Regions from separate parts of the Sus scrofa genome. Here all the other regions are linked to region 1. A link is a contact called in public HiChIP or PLAC-seq data. All regions are on one chromosome and are shown on one strand. The core of a region is the stretch at or near the end of the contact, and the rest is flanking DNA. Distances in the headings are between cores, read along the strand shown.

The links. HiChIP or PLAC-seq counts read pairs in DNA pulled down with a chosen protein or histone mark.
Region 2: an H3K27ac HiChIP or PLAC-seq map of alveolar macrophages shows a contact between it and region 1. The contact joins the promoter of MOV10 here to the promoter of CTTNBP2NL in region 1. A contact is called at or near these places in 1 of 5 promoter capture datasets (fetal skeletal muscle) and 1 of 2 datasets of contacts at active chromatin or transcription factors (alveolar macrophages).
Region 3: an H3K27ac HiChIP or PLAC-seq map of alveolar macrophages shows a contact between it and region 1. The contact joins the promoter of CAPZA1 here to the promoter of CTTNBP2NL in region 1. A contact is called at or near these places in 2 of 5 promoter capture datasets (fetal skeletal muscle and liver), 20 of 47 Hi-C or Micro-C datasets (alveolar macrophages, blood, brain and 13 more) and 2 of 2 datasets of contacts at active chromatin or transcription factors (alveolar macrophages and skeletal muscle).

Annotation. Positions count from the first base shown.
Region 1 is chr4:108,010,855-108,014,656 of Sscrofa11.1, reverse strand. CTTNBP2NL (CTTNBP2 N-terminal-like protein) reads left to right here and starts at 1,893. Exons shown (of 6, transcript XM_003125850.4): 1 at 1,893-3,111.
Region 2 is chr4:107,761,744-107,765,545 of Sscrofa11.1, reverse strand. It overlaps MOV10 (putative helicase MOV-10), which reads left to right and starts at 1,673. Exons shown (of 20, transcript XM_005655442.3): 1 at 1,673-2,303. The coding sequence starts at 2,167.
Region 3 is chr4:107,820,065-107,823,866 of Sscrofa11.1, reverse strand. CAPZA1 (F-actin capping protein subunit alpha 1) reads left to right here and starts at 2,061. Exons shown (of 10, transcript NM_001097454.1): 1 at 2,061-2,099. The coding sequence starts at 2,061. ST7L (suppressor of tumorigenicity 7 protein-like) reads right to left here and starts at 1,389. Exons shown (of 17, transcript XM_013988151.2): 1 at 1,155-1,389. The coding sequence starts at 1,362.

The DNA of each region.
Region 1 (3,802 bases), core at 644-3,143:
AGCACTTATACTCCACCATTTCCTCCCCAAACCAACCATAAACATTTAGGTACACCTACCTAGGAAGTTTACCAATTTGGAGAAAAATTAACACACTCTATAATCTTTAGCACTTCTTAATAAATTGTTACCAGACACACAGTAGGCATCTAATAAATACTTACTGCCACATTGATAAAATAATAGACATAAAAATGCTAAGTTGTGATAGAAAATAAATAGCCAATAAGGACAACAAGCACAGGGAACTATACTTAATACTTTGTAATAAACTTTAAGAGAAAAGAATCTGAAAAAGAATATATATATATACACACACAAATGTATATACGTGCATATATATACATATATGTATAACTGAATCACTGTGCTGTATACCTGAAACTAACACCACGACATTGTAAGTCAACTATATTTCCATTTTTTTTTTTTTTTTTGTCTTTTGTCTGTTGTTGTTGTTGTTGTTGTTGTTGTTGCTATTTCTTGGGCCACTCCCGCAGCATATGGAGGTTCCCAGGCTAGGGGTTGAATCGGAGCTGTAGCCACCGGCCTACGCCAGAGCCACAGCAACGCGGGGGGGGCCGCGTCTGCAACCTACACCACAGCTCACAACAATGCCAGATCGTTAACCCACTGAGCAAGGGCAGGGACCGAACCCGCAACCTCACGGTTCCTAGTCGGATTCGTTAACCACTGCGCCACGACGGGAACTCCTCCATTTTTAAAAATTAAATTCAAATGGTATGTTTAAAATGATATGTTGTTATACAAATTTAAAATATTACAAACCCACTTTCAACCTCTGTGTACACCTTTGTACCACACTCTAAATTTATGCACACATTTTATATATTTGAAGCATCACAAAACTTCAAGTTCACAAGACCTGCTTCTTTCACCAGCTCCAGAGGTGATAAATTAAAAGGAGAGCAATCTGAATACCCTTAGGACACTGAATCCGACAAAGCAAGGATGATCTCATTTTGGCTGGGTCCTCCCACACTCAGGAATGGACATGTGGGAGCTCAGGGAGTCAAGGGAGCTGCTATAAAGGAAGTAGGCACCAGGTCAGCCTGGGAGTAGAGCTGGGTGGTGGTAGGTTAACAAAGGGAAGGAGGGGCAGGAGGGAGGAGCTGATTCACTGGGACAACTTAGAGTGACTCACTCAGAAGCCAGCAGAAAATAGCCTGTTCTCCCACATCTGCCTCATTGTCAGGCAATGAAGCACTTCCTCATTGCACACCCATAACGCAGGGCAAAGGGGAGGAGGAGGAAATGGGATTTTTCAAATTCGTGGGCCTAGTCCAGCACTTAAACTCTGTTTTTAACCATTCCGGACATTTTGTTTCAAGTGAAGTCAGTATGTATTGAGCACCTACTGTGTTCCTGGCCCTTCATCTTGCCTTTCAGATTGTCAGTCTCCTGCATACGGAGAATGATGCTCTTCTGAAGTTCTCTACATCCTACTTTGTTACTTCAAAAGCACTTGGGCTGCTGTTGAGCACCTCAGTACGGTCTTTTTGTCCTTCTTATATAGAGATGATCCTCTCAAGCCTACAGTCAACAGGGGGAGGGAAGGAGCTTTTTTCTGTCTCCAATGCTGTTTTTAGCCATCCACTCTCTGGACCAGTCCTCCTTATAGGAGCAGATGTGCAGAATGTAGCATAGTTCACTGATCCTTGTTGGAAATTATTTACCATTTACTACCTCTATGGCTTTACTTGATTTCTCTGAATCTCTATTATCTCATCTGTAAAATGGACAGAGTGCTATCTATCTTACAGGTTAGGAAATATTTTTCATATGGTAGTGAAGATTAAATAAGATACCATTATGTGAAAGTAACTGGCACAGTGATGACACTAATATTGGTTTATTTTCTTCAGTCTTCCCTCTTGATCACACAGACTGACCACATCCCTCCACTAGACTGTAAACTGCTTGAGGACAGGGCTGCATCTGGCTTGAAGCAGTCTGCCTGGGTGAGTACCTGACCCCTAATACTGTTTTGCTTAATAAGAACTGTGAAGATTAGAATAATATTATTAAAATTTACACTATTTATGCATCATATTGTAAGTATTTATTACATTATACCTAAAAATAACAGGTCATTGAATCAATCTGTGAAGTGGAAAATGAATCCAGAAACCTTGACCTCAGGAAGGGATGCATCCTCTCCCCTCTCTGGATTATTTGGTCCTGGTAGGGCTTGCTGCCACCAGCAAGATCTGCATTTCTGTGTTCGCAAGGGACAGACATTCCTTGCATCCTCTACTGTTCTTTGTCCCAACGCCACTGCAAAAGCCCTAGCCCGGGGTGTACTGGGGCCAGGGACACAAGAAAACCTAGACAACCAGATTTTATTCGTTCCACCCCCACCTGGAAGGCAGGTCGGGCCGGGTTTGTGCTCTTCCGGAGCCACCCGTGTCCCGGCTCCCCGCCCGGAGGGGTCCAGAGCTACTATTCTCTTCTAAAAGTAATGTGAAAAGAGAAGTGGGGGGGATGGTCCTCCGGGTTTTGCATCTTTGCGTCCTTGCTTCTAGCAGAAGCTCATCCAAGGAAAAAAAGAGCAGGCAAGCCATGTTACCAGGTTTTCAACAATTATTTCTAAAATAGACACTAAAGCACACTTCACTTATTAACATTTTGGATGAAATGAAACATTAATATGCCCGATCAATCAGGGCACCGGAAACCGGCCTTTCCTAAGCTTCCCGTACCACGACGGTAAACACTAGCCACAGTCCTGTTCAGGAGCCGCATCGAAGGAGGAAAGTTGCAGAAGCCCGGCGGGGAGAGGCGCGAGCCCACCCGGGAGCCCCGGCCGGAGAACGGCGCTTCCTCCCGGAAATGACGCGCACTCAATCCCAGCTTGGCTCTCCCCAAACAAAAGGGATCCAGGGGCCCCGGGAGGAGCGTAAATGACATTGGAGAAGCCCCGCCTCCAGCCGACTCGGATTGGTGCGGGGGCTGAAGAGACGAGGAGACGACTGGCCCTGCGGAATGCCAATGCCCCCGCCTGGCGGTTGAGGGGCGGGGCCTCCGGGGGCAGTGGATGCAGCGGCTGGCGGAGGCGGCCGGGAGCCGAGTCCAGAGCGCAGGGAAAAGGTAGGAGCCACTGGTGCTGGGGCTTGGCGGTGGCTGGGAGTCCGGATTCTCGAGAGAAGAGCAAGGGTAGGACCACTGGAGTCCTCCCGCCACCGTCCCAAATGCCACTCGCGCCCATCCCTTGAGGGGGCGGGGCGGTCTCCTCTACCTCCCGGTATTCCCAGAGGAGGCAGCTCCTCATCCTTCGTGGGTGCTCGCAGCTACTTATTGTCCCCCTTCAATCCCAACTCCCCAGAAGGGGCTGCCCTTCTGACAAGTCCCCCATTTAAGGCCCCCCTCGCCCAGCTCCTCAACCTTGGAAGAGGACATACAGGTTCGTATTCCGTAGTCTGCCGCCTCCCACCCCCATTTTGTACCCCGGGAAAGACAGACATTCCCTTCCTACACCTGTCCCTGCCCACTGTGGTGGGACCAGAGCTCCTTTCATCCGTAAGATAAAAATCAGTGTTTTCAAAAAAGAGAGAGGTCGAAGTAAAAATCAAAGACCCGACCTAGACATCCAGCTCCAGGGACGAAATCAGCCTTCCCCAACCTGGGTTCTTCCCATCCCCCATTCTCTGATCCTCAGCCTTCCTCCGAAGCCCCTTGGGTCCTCTTTTCTCTCTTGGCGAGGGCTCACCTGTTTCGAGACTTTTTTAGATTCTGGAGGGAGGAGAAATAGGAATCTTCCCCACCCCCTTTGTACCTTTAC
Region 2 (3,802 bases), core at 424-2,923, 250 kb after region 1:
AGACCCATACTAAAATCAACCTATTAAAGTTAGATTCTTCTAAGTGCAGATGAATTTGGGGAAGACTTCAAGAAAGTGAGATCTGAGCTTGTTGTGAAAGGTAAGAAGGAAGACCATTCTAGACATCTGCAGTGAAACAACAATTACAACTCCGAGTAGATTTTTTCCAGATGACACTGGTTTAGAGAGGTTCCCTTGTAACAAAAGCCACATGCCATCACATCTTCACCCAAGTTTTTACTATCTGTGTATTTTTTGTGGTTTTTTTTGTTGTTTTTGGCTTTTTAGGTGGAAGTTCCCAGGCTAGGGGTCAAACAGAGATACAGCTGCTGGCCTACACCACAGTTCACTGCAACACCAGATCTTTACTTGTTCACTGAACAAGGCCAGGGATCGAACCCGCAACCTCATGGTTCCTAGTCAGATTTGTTTCTGCTGCACCAGGACAGGAACTCCTATCTGTGTATATTTTAAGAACCTCCCGGAGATAGCATAATCCGAGAAGGGGGAGGTTATGTATCTAGTATCCAGGAATAATGGGAGCTACAACTTGCTGATCAGAATGGAGCCAGACATTCAGTTTATGTCTACAGTGGTTGGTAGGTTTTTGAAATGGTAAGCAGCAATGCACTTCCAAGGAGTTCACTCTACTGCTCAGGCCTCACCAGGTAACTGGGGGCAAAAAAAAAAAATGTAAAATCTTTGGCTACATTCCTAATTTTTACTTCTACTTTACATAATCAATTTCTAAGACATAACGTTTTCCTCTGTTCTGTTTTCCCCTCTCCCTGTAGCTTTGGTTCCCACTGACTTTGAATTTCCTCTTGCCTGTTTTTCTTCTTCTAATGATTTTTATTTTTTTCCATTATAGCTGGTTTACTGTGTAAATCCTATTTTTCTTGGCTTTATTTGGTTGTTGGCCTGGAAAAAGGTACAGGAGTAGCCCAGCTGGAGCATGACCTGGGTTCTGGGCATTCTTCACACTGGGTTAGATTGAGTATGTGACCTCCTACAGGGAATTACTTTGGAGAACACCACCTCCTTGGATATATTTGGAACTCTGGTATTTTTTCTTTGAAAAAAATTTTTATGTAACTCTTATTATCTTCACCCCGTGCTAACGTGTGTTTTTGTTATTATGGAAGATAAATAGACACAGAGGCTTGTTTTATAGTTCTTGTTGTAGCCCCACCCCCTTTAGTTTGTCTTAACTGTTTGTCTTCTGAAGCAGGATGCGGTCTTTTACTTCTCTTCCTGGTACTGATGCTGTAGCTATTAACCATTTATGGCCTAACAGTCTCTTGCTCTCAAGAGGCTAATATTTTGATGACTAGGGCACTCTTAGTTAAACACCAGTAACAGTTTAAGAGCAATACAGACTGGAGTGCAACTAAGTGCCCAAGTATGTGGCTCAAGGGTAGGCATCACCAACCTTCCCACATAACAAAGTCTGTGTGGCAGAGAAAAGTAATGACTGTTCATCCCGACGGAGCCCCTTGTCCCTCCCACACAAACACACCTTTATCAGAGACATTTGATTCTTTCTTCCAAACTTCTTGGCTCTTATGCCTTCCTCCCAGCGTCTGAAAGCCCAAGAAGGGAAATGGGGGAGGGGGGCGTGCCCCTCGCTTCCGCACTGGTCTGTCCCAGGCAGTCTGGGGGAAGTGCTGGATGAGCTGCCCCAGTCCAGCTGCAACCGACTCAGGTCCCGGCCCCTGCACTTTGCTCTCCTGCTTTTCTATAAGTCCCGAGGCCCTGGTGGGGAGTGGGCGTGGGAGTAGCCCAAGCTGAGGCTAGGAGGTCCTCCCGTACTGTTCAGAGGGCCCCAAGCGATAGCCACGTTCAGATTCTGGCTGGAAGCCAGGGGAGGGAGCTTGGGGTAAGGGGAGGGCCCTGAGGGAGGGGTCAGACTCTTTAGGAAAGAGTTAATGGGAAGAGGGGGAGGGGATAGGACGAAGAGACCGAAGGGAAGGCTCAGGTAGGAAAAGCAAGGAGGAGGGAAGCCTGGCGGGGGGAGAAAAGAGCCTGCAGCATCAGAGGGGGTCAGAGTTAGGGGGTTTCCCCCCTGCTGCACCCTCATCCTAGGGCCGCCAACTTCCTGCCGCGGCGGCGACTTTCAGTTTCATTTCCACGGACCCTCCTGCCTGGGCCGCAGCCACCGCCGCGATGCCCAGTAAGTTCAACTGCCGGCAGCTCCGGGAGATGGGCCAGCGCTTCGAGGATTTCCTAGTCGCTGAGGGACTGGACATGGAGACAGATCGCGAGCGGCTCCGGACCATTTATAACCGGGACTTCAAGACCAGGTACGGGATCGGCCCACTGCCCGGCCCCGAATCGCCGGCCCCGCTTGCCGCCACGACCCCCTCGGCGGGGCCACCCTTCCCGCCCCAGGGCGCGGAGGGACGCAGCTCCCCCAGTGGCTCCGGCCGGTCCCGGGGCGGCTCAGCCCCCCTCCCGCGCAGTGCCCACGCCCCGCCCGCGCCGCCAGCGCCGCCCGCTGCCCGCCGGCTCTGCCCGGGCCGGGCCCCTGCGCCGAGTCCCCGCGAAGACCCTCCCCTGCAGCCGTCTCCCCGGGCGGCACGGGACCCTGCGGGGAAGCGGGGTGCAGCGCCCACGCGCCGCCTGCGGGGGCTGGGAAGGGGGGACAGCGCTCGGCGTGGGGGAGGGGAGCTCGAGAGGGGGCCCGGGCTCCGCGGGAGCGCGGGGAGTAAGCTGATGGCGCCAGCTTTACGGGGACCTCCGCCCCCTTGTTGAGGGGCTGCTTCCTCGGGCGTTCACTATCTCAGAGAGCTGAAGAGACCCAGTGTAGGAAAAGGAGTGTCAGGGAGCTCGGGGAGGAGAAGGGCGCAAACTGCGTACGTACCAAACCTCCATTAGCACCTGTGGCTTCTCCATGGAGACCCGGGCCGGGGCCAGTCTCCTGGAGGCCCCTTCCCATCCTGTGGCAGAAGGCTGTTGTGTTCCCCTTGGCTGTTTCCATCCAAGTGAAACATCAAAGAGACCTCTCTGTCAAACCACAGAATTGTGCCTCAGAAACACCTCGATCAACAGGCTGCAATCTTGGGCCAAAGACCGAGAAACAATTTAACAGGAATAAGTGTAAAGATTTATACAAATAAACATGAGGTGGTGGAAATTTAGGCTTAATAACAGACCTCTTGAAAAAGACCTGTGTTGAGGCAGACCAAAAGGCAAGTATGGCCAGCTGAAAGAGCCAAAAAAGTGTTAGACTCTGTTAACAGAAGCGTGGTTTGGGGTGGAGGGAGGAGGTAAGTGATTCTCCAGATTAACCAGGTCATATCAGGAATATTGTTTTCCATAAGGAGTGGCACGTTTTCAGAGGGACATTAACAGGCTTGAGCAACATCTGAAGAAGAGGCAAAAATGATGCCCTGTTTTATGCCTCCCCGCGCCCGTGCTGGGCACTGTGGGGAACACAAAGATGAAAAAGGCACAATCCCAAGGGAGCAGAAGAGGCTATGATATGCATACAGTATATGCATGAGGATTATAATAGAGATAATAAAAATGCTGGAGGAAAGAAAGAACAATTACCTTGGAGTCACATCATCAACACTTCCCATCCATGAACTCACCTGTGTCCCCTCCCAAAAAAGTACAGTGTGGCTCTGAACACTAGTCGACTACTTTTTTGGCTCTGTTGAAGAGATGGTTATTCTGATATTTGTTGAAATGGTTGAGAAAGACTATTCAAGACTCTTGAAATAGGGGTTATCTCAGTGGGGAGAGAGACCTAGCTCAGCTCAATACAAAGACAGCTGGGAATTTATAGCCCCCAGCA
Region 3 (3,802 bases), core at 812-3,311, 190 kb after region 1:
AATAACTATCTCATAAACACTTTGGGTTTTAGAAATAAATAGAAATCTATAAAGTCATTGACTCTCATCTAAATGGTGTATCTAGTTAATATGTAAAATAAGATAAAATAAAATAAAATAAAACCGATATACTCAATAAGGAACTTTTCACTGAGTGTACAAACCACAAAACTTCATTAACCTGTAACAGAAACATCAAATTAGCTTTTTCATTCTAAGAAGGCCAATTTATTATGTTTTAGTGTTAGTTGTATCTGAATTTCCATACTATTTCTTAAAAAATCCGAAATATTTCAGAACATTATCTCACAGTCTTTCGATTGAAAAGGAGACATTTGCCTTCTCTTGCTACAGAAAAATAAACTACGGTGCTGTCAGTCACAATCCTCACAAAACAGAAATACTTCCATCTTAATCTGAGGTTGCCAACTTGTAATGACATAAAAAAAGGCCCTGGCTCCCATCCACTTTTCCTGGCTACAGCTAAAGAATAATATTTGCAGAATCCAAGCGATCATCACCTCTTACACGTCTTCTGTCGGCACCACAAATGTCGAAAGAACTAAGAACCCACTGCTGTTTGTGGCTCTTTTTCTTTTGACTTCCTGTACTATTCTATTCTATTACTCAAGATAAAGCCTAAAACAGAACGGACAAAAACAGCACGAAAACAATTTCTTGACAAAACTATTTTAAAACATGAGAATGGTTGGCTAGGATCGTGGTGTTTTCTTTCTTTTAGATTTTTGTTGTCTGGGTATATGGATTCTCAGTTGAGCGGCAGGAGAATTAAAGGAACTTTTTTCAAGGCATCCTACCAGTGATGGGTGTTTATAAATTCTGCATCCAAGTCTGAAAACGCTCTCATCTGTCCTACCACCTGAAGCTTACAGTTTTTCAGGTGCGTTTTTGCTCGGGTGAACAACTGACGAGAGAGGGCGGAACTTCAAGAGCTCTAGGGAGGAGCCGGTAGCTGCAGCTCAGGTTTGACAATCAGCTGCGAAGCGGAGACCCAAGAGAAAAAGAACCCACTCGCTCACCGGCTCATTCTACGAAGCCCTCCAAAAACTATTGAGAATCTCTGCCCTTTGGTCCTCGCCCCCCGCACCTCTCCTGGCCCCCTTCCCGCCCTCGGGGAGCTCTGGGCCTCTCACCCGCTGCCAAATTCTCACACAGCCTCAGCGGGACCCTTAGAGCGTAAAGCAGCCCCAGCCCCGCCACGAACCACAGCGAGGCCCCAGTGCCCGCCAGGCCGGCGCGTAGCCGCTCCCTCCAGCCCAGCGAAGGGCTCAGGCCGGGAGCAGGTGCTGGAGGAGATGCCGCAGCAGTTGCTGCTTCACCTACGCCGTCACCGTCCGCCATCTTGCCGCTCTCGCAGGCGCCGCGAGTTGGGAGGGTTAGAAGGGCAGGAAACCGGGAGTCGGGAATCCTGGGATAGTGGAGGACCTGAAGTTGGCCTCCGTGAAGGCTGAGAGCCCCAGGGAGCCAGGACCGAGAAGATTTGGAAGGTGGAGGAGTGTTCCAAAATAGGGCTACCTATTCCTTCCGAGGGCGGGAAGGGCCGGATAGCGGCAGCTATTGGACGGAGATGTGACCCCGAAGTGAAGTGTTTTGCCTCCATACGAGTGAGTCACGATTCACCCCATCCCTGGGGTTGAAAAGCCACCGACCGTTTCAGAGTCCGAGCAGTACTCAGCCCTTTGGACTCGGCTGCATGGATAGCTTTGGTACTGGGAAAATCTACCGGAGCAGCAACTGCCGTTTGGTCAGCTGGAGCGTGGGCGCCAATACCAGTCGAAACACGCACCTAGCGTCCCACAGATGAATGGGGAAATGAATGCAACTCAGTGCGAAAGATACTAGACTTAAAGTTATTTTAGGCAAGCCGACTTACTGGAGTCCCGGCGCCAAAGCCATCCCCCCGCCCGTAACTGACATGGCGCCCTCGCGGTCAGCGTTTCCGGGCGGGTCCTTCCGACGGCTTTCGCTGTGATTCCATCACTCGGCTTCCTTCCCGGCCTGCCTCGCGCCAGGCCCCGGCTCAGCCAGAGCAGCCCAAGATGGCCGACTTCGAGGATCGGGTGTCGGATGAGGAGAAGGTAAGGGGTCCGCCTTTCTCTCACCTGCTCCCGCGACAGGGAACCGCGCCCCGACCTGGCTGACGTGGGAACCCTGGCTGTGCCCCCAGGAGAAAGAAGCCTCTCGGCCTGTGCTGGCATATGCTCTCCGCAGTCGGGACGCTTCCTTCTTGAGGGGCTTTCCTCTGCCTCACGGTGGCCCCAGTTCCCCATTCCTCAAGTCTCTTTTCCTCCGGGCCTGAGGCACAGCCCAGTGGCCTTCCTGCGAGAGAAGAGACTCCGTTATTGAACCGTGACCATGGGCTCTTTTTTTTTTTTTTTTTTTGTAATTATAGAGAGGGGGCGACAATGGTCGCGACATAGGCAGTTATTTTACCGCCTTGAGCTGTTGGGGCTCACCCCATCCCCCCATTTTAAGGTATGATTGGGGCTAGTTTAGGGCGAGTCACTTCCTGGTCGGGGTGGCCTCTTAACTTCCCCTTTACTCCTCCTTCCTCAGGAAGTGATTTTGCTGTCACGATTCCTCGACTGGGAGAGGTCCCTAAAATGTTGGCTGACTATCCACACACACCTCTCTTCCCACATACTATGGGCTGAACTAATAGGCAGTAATAAATGTGTGAGCCTCAGAACATTTGCTTCAGAATTTGAACTTCCCTGTAGACACTCCCTGGATTGTATGTATACGCTTCCCCCCCGCCCGTGATTCCATCCCTTGCTTCTTACATCCTCTTAACGATATTTTCTGAAAAATAATTTTCAAATTTTTTTGTTAACAAATCAAGAACAGCCAACGGATTTTTCCCTTTAACTCAAAGGTTTTATGTAGAACATACTACTCATGTTAACACATTCAAGTCTGGACAAAGCATCTTCTTTGATGCTCCACTGTGGTGTCTTTGATTATAGTTGAACTTGAGAGTGTGCAATTTGTGCACTTACTTATTAAAAAGTGTCTTAAATACAAGAGAATATTCTACCTTAGGTGGAATAACTTTTTTCCTGACAGCTGCACACCTTAACAGTTTGTCAGGCCTTTTAGTAACTATGTTAAAGATTTTAGAACCTCTGGAAATTACAGTAATTTCACTACATAACAGGACAAGAATTATGTCTTGTTTCACGCAGTGGCTTTTACAAAATGTGCACTCTTGAATGCTCTGTAAATGTATCTGGCCTCTTTCCTTTTTTAATAAGAGAGATTGGGATGAGAAGGGGACTATTTACCATCCAAGAGTAGTCAGTACAGAACAATTTGGTATGACATACTTAGATATACCATGTCATTTTGAAATGCTGAGGAATATGCTAAACAGAAGCCATTGAACAACACTTCAACATTAGATTTTTCTCTTACTTGGAAATTGATTCTCATAAATATATAAGATTTGGGGGAAAAGGGCATTTTATATTGTATGTGAACTTATTGCTACCGGGAAAACTATAATAAAATATTTATAATGTTTATTCTAAAGCAAGCAGTTATGAGTCAGATGAAATTAAATTACAGAGAAAATCATGGGCTAACAGAACATTTGGTAGCCCAGCCGATGCTCTACTTACCTTAAGCAAAAATGCTATTACAGGAAAATTTCGCTAAGAATTTAGATAACAATTCTGTTCCCAAGCAATACTACGTTTACCAATGTCGAGTTTTTGCTTCTTGAAACAGTGTTAGAATGCCTTTTTTTTTTTTTTTTTTTTTTTTTTTTTTTTGCTATTTC